2 separate regions of the Ovis aries genome follow, and region 1 is linked to region 2. A link is a contact called in public Hi-C data. All regions are on one chromosome and are shown on one strand. Each heading gives the region's core, a stretch centred on a gene start, on an enhancer-like site or on the middle of the called end of the contact. The rest is flanking DNA. Distances are from core to core; before and after follow the strand shown. Region 1 overlaps RIN2 (Ras and Rab interactor 2). Region 2 overlaps RIN2 (Ras and Rab interactor 2).

Region 1 (3,637 bases), core at 1,012-3,511, 180 kb before region 2:
CAAGCAGATGAGATGAAGAACTTGTACTTGATTAGGTGTTTCAGGCTGTAGACAAGGTCTTACCTCTCCCAGGTGTGTGTCTCTCCTAAAACCTGTCTTGCTCTATCCTGCTATTTCTCAGCCCCAGTGGAATCTCCTTGGAAATTTCAGTAAAAGTTGCCACCTGGATCCTGCGTGCAGAGATTCTGATGGTCTGGACAGCTTGGGCATCGGGGTTTTAAAGGCCTGCAGGTGAGCTGAAGAAGCAGTGGAAGCCGAGAACCTGATGGGAAAAAATGACCTGCAGAATTGAGCCCTGGGGACAGAGGTGGGGGGCAGCGGAGGGGGCGGGGTGTTGGCAGAGGGGCTTGGCTCACTCTGCATCTCTCTTAGAACTAGATAAGCATGGCGTGGAAAGGCCCAGGGGAATGGTCAGAGCCTGCCCAGCTCATAAAAAACTCAACTCCCCTCCCCTTCAGGGTCCTGGGGTGGGGAGGGGAGGAGTGGATCTCAGTTGGGGTGGGGATGGGGGGTGTGAATGCTTTCAGCTGTATGAGGTGACACGTCCCCAGGGACCCCAGGGAGGGCTGGCTGCAGAGGTGTATGCCTCTCTCACCTCCAGGGGCCACGGGGGCTGAGAGATGCTACCCTGGAGGAAACCACAGCACTGAGCTGAGCCTGGCCTTAACCCCCACCCCACCCCCAGCCCCCAGCCTTTGTCCACAGGCTCTGAGCATCCTCCCGTCCAGGCCGAGAGCCAGAGTCCAGGAGAGGCTACAGCGGATCTCTGTTTGGTCGAAGGAAATACTCAGATCCATTCATATGATATTCTAAATGTCTATCTACTACGTACTGAATTTCAGAATTCAGGCAACTTTCAACTCTAGAAGGTTAGATTATTAGCATCGAGATAAGAAACTGGCCCCCCAAACCCCTGCTGACTTCAATCAAAGCTGACTCCTGCCTGCAGACTTGCCTGTTGAGCAGGGGTGTGGGTACCACTTTATTAAACATATTTGCCCAGATCTTTCTGAATAATTTTTTATAAAACTTCCCCTGCATACCTTCCTGACAAAGTCACTGTTCCAAGGGGGGAGATGGTCCCACCTGCCACCCATCCTTCCATGCTGGAGCAAGACATCTTTTTCGAATAAGCATGTTTTCTCTGAGGCCAACCACCAGATCTTCCTCCGTCTACCTCTTCTATTTTTCTACGATCCATTTAGGATTCTGCCATGTTTTGTGAACTTTCCCCTATGTCCAAGTTGATCAGGGCTCACTAAATGAACAACTTTTGCTTTCAAATTCACCATCATGAACACAACTTGGAAAATGATTACTTTTTAGGATTTTTACCATCAGATACTGCCAGGCGATGAAAATAGCTGTGTCCATGTACGTAACCTTTCCTCTCAGACCTTTGGGGGAGTAAGTGGGCAGCGCTGAAGATTATCAGAGCACTGTCTCACTTCCAGACTCTTAAAGATGAAGGGAAGAGCTGCCCAGAGAATGCGAAGCTGCATTTATGAATGAACGCATTCATGGCTGGGTTTCCTGCCTTCTGTGTTTCCTTACAGATCTAAAGTTGTAACTTCCACACAGCACTGAACTACATGAACAGTTTCTATTTCTATTCTCTGTCCCGCGAGGAGAGAATACTTGGCAGCGCATGTAACGTTAAAAAAAAAAAAAAATCCTTTCCTCTGGCTGGCATTCAACTTTTATATTTTTAGATTTGGAAGTACGTTTTCCTCTCCCTCCACCCAGCATGTATATTTTTATTCTCCTCTGACTCCTTCCAAACTGCAGAAAAATCTGTTTCCTGGCAATTTGAGAAGTGAGAACTGTCAGAGGGGGGGGAAAAAAAGTGAGGAGACATGTGATGCTGTCATGTTAGCATGGAAACATTGCCCAAGGACAAAACCAGGGGCTGTCTTGTGATGTTTTCTTCTGCTCACACCAGCATCCTATTTTGATCTCACCGAAGTTCACTCCAGCTGTCCCCCATTCAGACATTGTGACCCGCGTGAAATCAGCGGTGTACCAGCTTCTGAAGATAAGGAGAGCTGACGCTCTCACAACCATCAGGACCAAACTGTCACTTGGAATTCACTGTAAATATACAAAGCAGGCAGCCCGCTCAGCTATAGCTCTGATCTTAAAGTGCCCATCCTACTGCTGGGTTAGAAAGTTCGTTCCTTCAACAAGGCCTTATCGTGCCATTGCTCTCTGCCAGGCTTGGCTTCAAGCAGCAGGAACAGGACAGCTTCTGCAACACTGGTTTTGCAACAACCCTAAACTCTCAGCCTGGGCACTTTAGAGGTTACATAAGACCTGGGCAGCAGGGGTGGGGGAGAGAGGGAGCGGAGTGGGGAAAGGAGTGTCTGCAGGGCTCCCAGAAACACCAAATCCTTTCAGGTTAGAGGACCATCTTTTCCTTCTGCTGCTGGATTTTTGCCTCCTATCAGCACATGAGCTGGCTAAAAACAAACAAACAAACAAAAAAAACAACATCAACTATTCTGTTTCCTGTCTGAGGATTATCTAACCACAAACACCAGCATGGATTCCACTTTTACATAACTCTCTGCGGTACATCATTACACTCCACTTCTCAAAGAAAAAGGGACAACGTGAGGATATTGCAAGAATTATTTTCACACATGAATTATCGTACAGTATTACAAAGAGTTATGTGCAAAACTCCATTAAAAATCATTTACAAAAGGAAGTACAACACAGTATGTGTTGAGGGTTCCAGATGTATAGCAAAAGCTTGAAAAGGTACAAAGTAGAAAGCCAAACAAATCAGATGACTGGGCATCTTTACACAGTACAATAACATATTTCCCTAACTACCTGTGTGACACGAATACGAGAACTCATTCTCTGTGCAACCCCCTGACCCCCACCCAAACAGGTATTGTAAAACAGAAATTGAACTTCACCACATATTCCTACAACACAGACAGGCTTTTTGGTGCATCGGCAAACTCCTTTCCAAATGGTATTTATTTAACTCGATGAAACTCACATTATGTGGTTTCTGCCCCAAAGAATTTGATGCTGTTAGTTTTGATTTATGTGGAAAAGGGGGGGGAAAAAAACCTGTTGCTCCAATTTTTTTTTTCCCCTCATGGGGTTTTCAAAATTGCTTCCAAAAGCAAATAACATGGGACAGATTTTGCAAACCTCACTGCATATTTACAGTATTTTCAGCATAGGTGGTTCCTTCTATCTCCTTTCCCCACTTCCTTTAAGGAGCCTGAACCAGCAGGCTCCACTCCTTAGCCTTCTGTTAAGAGTCCGTATTTCCCTCTCAGTCTCTCTCTACATTCATTTCTCTCCTGGTCCTCAGCATCACTTGGTGAAAACACAAAACATGATAGCACTGAGCATGAACAAGGTAACAAGAGTACATCAGATTCCCAAAGGCATTCTGTGGCCAGCGTCATCGCTGCAAGAAACCCAGCAGTCTCTCCCCACAAAGTGGCCGAAACATCCAGTTACGGAAGAGAGACTTTTAAAATGCAATACTCTCAAATCCAGCAAGAGATTTCTTTTTTGCATCAATGTTAAAATCACATGCGTAATTATAGAATATCTTAAAAGTTACAAAAATATTTTAAAAACCAATCCTGACAGTTTACCTGCAACT
Region 2 (4,154 bases), core at 507-3,006:
AAGGGGATGACAGAGGATGAGATGGTTGGATGGCATCACCAACTCAATGGACATAAGTTTTAGTAAACTCCCGGAGATGGTGAAGGACAGGAAAGTCTGGCGTGCTGCAGTCCATGAGGTCACAGAGTCGGACACAACTGAGCAACTGAGCAACTGAACAACAGCAAATGCACCTTTAAAGAATATAACACTTGGAAAGCACTTCGTGAACTATAAAATACAGCCTAACTTGTGGTCGTTCAAAGCAATTTGGAAACGTCTCTGAAGTTCTATATCTCTGAAATTCTGACATATTATCAATGGAGATGACACTCTCCTTGGCAAGTTTTATCTACTTAACAAATACCACTAGAGCCACCCTAGGAAAGTATTGGGGTAATTCTTAGAGTCTTTTTTAAATAGAAAACTTGGAAAGAAAAAACCATCACCAAGACTAGCCTTATAAACTGTTTCTCTTTGGAAGAGGCACTAAGTACAGCTGTGGGCAAGGAATATTTGCCTTGGGCTGCGGTTTAGGAAAGAAAACACAACAAAGTAGGAGCCAGGTGAAGGCCATGGCAAACCACTCCAATACTCTTGCCTGGAAAATCCCATGGACGGAGGAGCCTGGAAGGCTGCAGTTCATGGGGCTGCGAAGAGTCGGGCACGATTGAGCGACTTCACTTTCACTTTTCACTTTCTTGCATTGGAGAAGGAAATGGCAACCCACTCCAGTGTTCTTGCCTGGAGAATCCCAGGGACAGGGAAGCCTGGTGGGCTGCTGTCTATGGGGTCGCACAGAGTCCGACACGACTGAAGCGACTTAGCAGCAGCAGCAGGAGCCAGGTCACCGGTTACTCTGCTCTCTCTGGAAAGGATGGTCCCATGGACATCCCAATACAAGTCCATTCATGAAAGCTGAAGTTTATTTCTTCTAGGCTCAGCCAAGTCTCATTTCACATCTTCCTGGGTTTTGTCCATTTTAGCTCTGATTTTTAAAACTATCTTCGATGCAAGGTTGACATATATAAACATATCTGTGACAAATCTATATGTATGACAGCCTTGAATCAAGAATTTATAAAAAGAAAATGCTTATCTCAGGAAATTTAATAATGTTGGAACGCTATGTGCTATTATATTCTTTTTTGGGATGTATAGATGTGTTTCAGAGAAGGCAATGGCACCCCACTCCAGGACTTTTACCTGGAAAATCCTATGGATGGAGAAGCCTGGTAGGCTGCAGCCCATGGGGTCGCTAGAGTCGGACACAACTGAGCGACTTCACTTTCACTTTTCACTTTCATGCATTGGAGAGGGAAATGGCAACCCATTCCAGTGTTCTTGCCTGGAGAATCCCAGGGACGGGGGAACCTGGTGGGCTGCCGTCTATGGGGTCGCACAGAGTCGGATACGATTGAAGCGACTTAGCAGCGGATGTGTTTATGGAGAAGGAAATGACAACCCACTCCAGTGTTCTTGCCTGGAGAATCCCATGGACGGGGGAGCCTGGCAGGCTACGGTCCATGGGGTCGCAAGAGTCGAACACAACTTGGCGACTACACCACCACCACCAGATGTGTTTAGAGAGGGGTGAACATTTATCCCCTGAAGTGTTTTGATTCCCAAACTGTTTTCTTCTGTCCCAGCTCTGCGCATGTATTGCCTGCCACATTCTGTCCTTTTTGTAATGGATTTTCTTTCCTGGACCAGCAGTGAGCAGATACAGACAAGTGCCTCGGGTGGCTAACGAGGTTTCTCTAGGCACATGCGCCCTCTGCTGTTGCCATGGTGAAGTGCACTTTCTTTACAGCACAGAGAGCTCTCTGGGTGAGGGGGATTCTGCTATTCCAATACTAGTCTTTTTTTTTTTTTTTTTTTAATCTCTGCAGGACTCCTTTTACCCCATTCGCTGTACTTGCTACACATCATCTACAAGAGGAATGACCTTTCAGGGTTCCCTTCCTTCTGTTTTGAAGCCTCGGGTCCCACATGCATTCCAATATTTCCACCCAGGACAGGACTTGTCTGTCTAGGGTGATGTCTGGTTTGGGTCACCCCACACCCCCGAGAGTCCTGTCCTTTGCTCCAGATTTTCTCTGCTGTCTCTGCCCAGTGCTCCTGACAGGGATGGGCTCAGAGACGCCTGGCTGGACTTGGGTGTTTATCTCATTACTCACAGGAAGTCCTCCCCCGGTTTCAAACCCCACTTACTAACTCTGTGACTTGGGACAAGCTCACTTAACTTCTCAGAGCCTGTGTTTACTTGCCTGTAAAATGGAATCAAGGCACTCCTTTCACAACACTGTTCAGGGGCCCTGAATGGAGTGACGTCCATAAAGTTTCCAGCACAGTGGGACCTGTTTTTCTTTTAATCACAGCCTTTTCAAAAATTCTCATCAGAAAAGCTCTATTCAACTCAGGCTTTTTTTTTTTCTTTTATAACCACCCTCGGAAAAACCAAAAAAACAACATCTAGGAGCAAAACTATTTCTTTTCGGTCCCTGAATCCAGCTCCTCTGGGATCACTGTTATTCTCAGGCTTTTTAAATGTAACATTGTCCTCTGTGATTTCAAGAGCAAAAGGAGCAAGATAATGCTGTTTGGTTTTCTGCATTTTGTTGTTGTTGTTATTTAATTGGAAAAAAATTAGAAGAAGATCAGTTTGAAATTAAAGTAACCAACAGACCAGAAGCAACAAACTTTCAAAACAAAACACCAAATGGCCAAAAATAAGTCAGTCTTAAAAGTACAATTTACAAAATTGCATATTTCATAAAAACAAAAACATGAAATGCTTTTCCTTCTAGATTAGACTGTTTCCTCTCCAGAAAGAGGAGAAAAAAGCAACCAATGATGTGAGATTAAAACAAAACATAACTGTTATCCATCCCAGCAACAGGCTTCCCAGGTGGCTCAGTGGTAAAGAATCTGCCTGCCGATACAGGAGACTCAGGTTCAATCCCTGGATCGGGAAGATCCCGGGGAGGAGGAAATGGCAACCCACTCTAGTATTCTCACCTGAGAAATCCTACAGACTGAGGAACCTGGTGGGCTATAGTCCACAGAGTCACAAGGGATCAGACCTGACTGAGCAACTGAGTGTGCACACGCACGTGCGCACACACACACACCAGAAACATCTAAAGAAATGGCCCACAGGGCATCAAATGTGGAGTGTGTGAGCTGTAAAAACTTGGGCACATAATTTAACTTTTCTAGGACTCAGTTTCCCCTTCTGAAAGTTAGGTGCTATGAGTCACCAATTTGGGGGTCTTTTGCTATCTGAAGTTCCTTGTCTATATAAATGCTCATGAAAATTTAATTCACCATCTTGTCTGAATACCAATACTGTACCTGTTTTATAACACCTCTCAGGGAAGCAGGTTCATGCAGATAAGTCACAAATTTGTAAATGCCCAGGGCAGTAATACCCCTTGCATTTCGTCTCTTTAGGAGATAAAGTATCAAAGGAGACTTCATTTTTCCTCCCCTCAAAATAGAAATCTACTCAGCAACATCTCAGAGACATGATTTTTTCTTATCATTGAAAATATAGCTTCTATAGTATTATTTGCCTTTCTGGGAATTTCATTCGATTTGGAGGAAAATAATACCCTGTAAGACTGGATTGTAGCATGTGTCACTTGTAATCAGAGATTCCAAGCCTCCCAATATTCAATTATATTTTTGTCTGTTTTTAAGAGTGAAATCTGACTTTAAAAAAAAGTAAAAGCCTAGGGATGTTACAAAGCAAGGCTTTGCTCTCCTTGAGCATTTTCTTTGTTTATTCACAGTATTCTTAAGTCCATGTGGAATGACAACTGCACCAGAGCCATGAAAGATTTCATGTGAATAGGAAATCCCCCATCACAAAGAAGGTTGATTCCCAGCTGGACACAAATGCAAAGTTAGAGAAAATATTGGCAAATGTTCCTGCTGTGAGTCAAGATGCTGCAGTTTCATATCTAGCCGACAATTTATAAAAGCCTCTTTAATCCCTATAGTGCCATTTTAAAACGTGTGAAGACAGCAGAGGTCAGGTTTCAAGCCTTTTCCTCAGCGACATTGGGCTAGCGCGCCCCGGCTCTGCACTGGGGCAAAGACTCAGCAGACAGGTGAGCAGCAAAGCAAGGCAGCAGGGGCCAGGCGAGGGAATGGGAGGAGCTCCCTGG

The links. A called contact is a pair of places that touch in the nucleus more often than the background predicts.
Region 1: a Hi-C map of tail adipose tissue shows a contact between it and region 2, with 4 times the contacts expected there. The contact joins two enhancer-like sites. A contact is called at or near these places in 10 of 16 Hi-C or Micro-C datasets (blood, liver, mixed tissues and 4 more).

Annotation. Positions count from the first base shown.
Region 1 is chr13:39,133,860-39,137,496 of ARS-UI_Ramb_v3.0, reverse strand. RIN2 (Ras and Rab interactor 2) reads right to left here. Exons shown (of 12, transcript XM_060397505.1): 12 at 2,618-3,637. LOC114117580 (a long non-coding RNA gene) reads left to right here. Exons shown (of 2, transcript XR_003591207.3): 1 at 1-231; 2 at 686-1,004. Among named protein-coding and RNA genes, the nearest start is that of NAA20, 9.7 kb to the left of the region's middle. Within about 2 kb of position 2,261, at least 22 of the 54 cell types and tissues checked have an H3K27ac peak or open chromatin away from gene starts, as enhancers often do. A contact at or near this core is called in liver, muscle and tail adipose tissue, where this site is marked.
Region 2 is chr13:38,949,858-38,954,011 of ARS-UI_Ramb_v3.0, reverse strand. The region is part of intron 1 of RIN2 (Ras and Rab interactor 2); the gene reads right to left. LOC132657631 reads right to left here. Exons shown (of 2, transcript XM_060397507.1): 1 at 1,529-4,154; 2 at 1-1,488. Among named protein-coding and RNA genes, the nearest start is that of RIN2, 22 kb to the right of the region's middle. Within about 2 kb of position 1,756, at least 23 of the 54 cell types and tissues checked have an H3K27ac peak or open chromatin away from gene starts, as enhancers often do. A contact at or near this core is called in liver, muscle and tail adipose tissue, where this site is marked.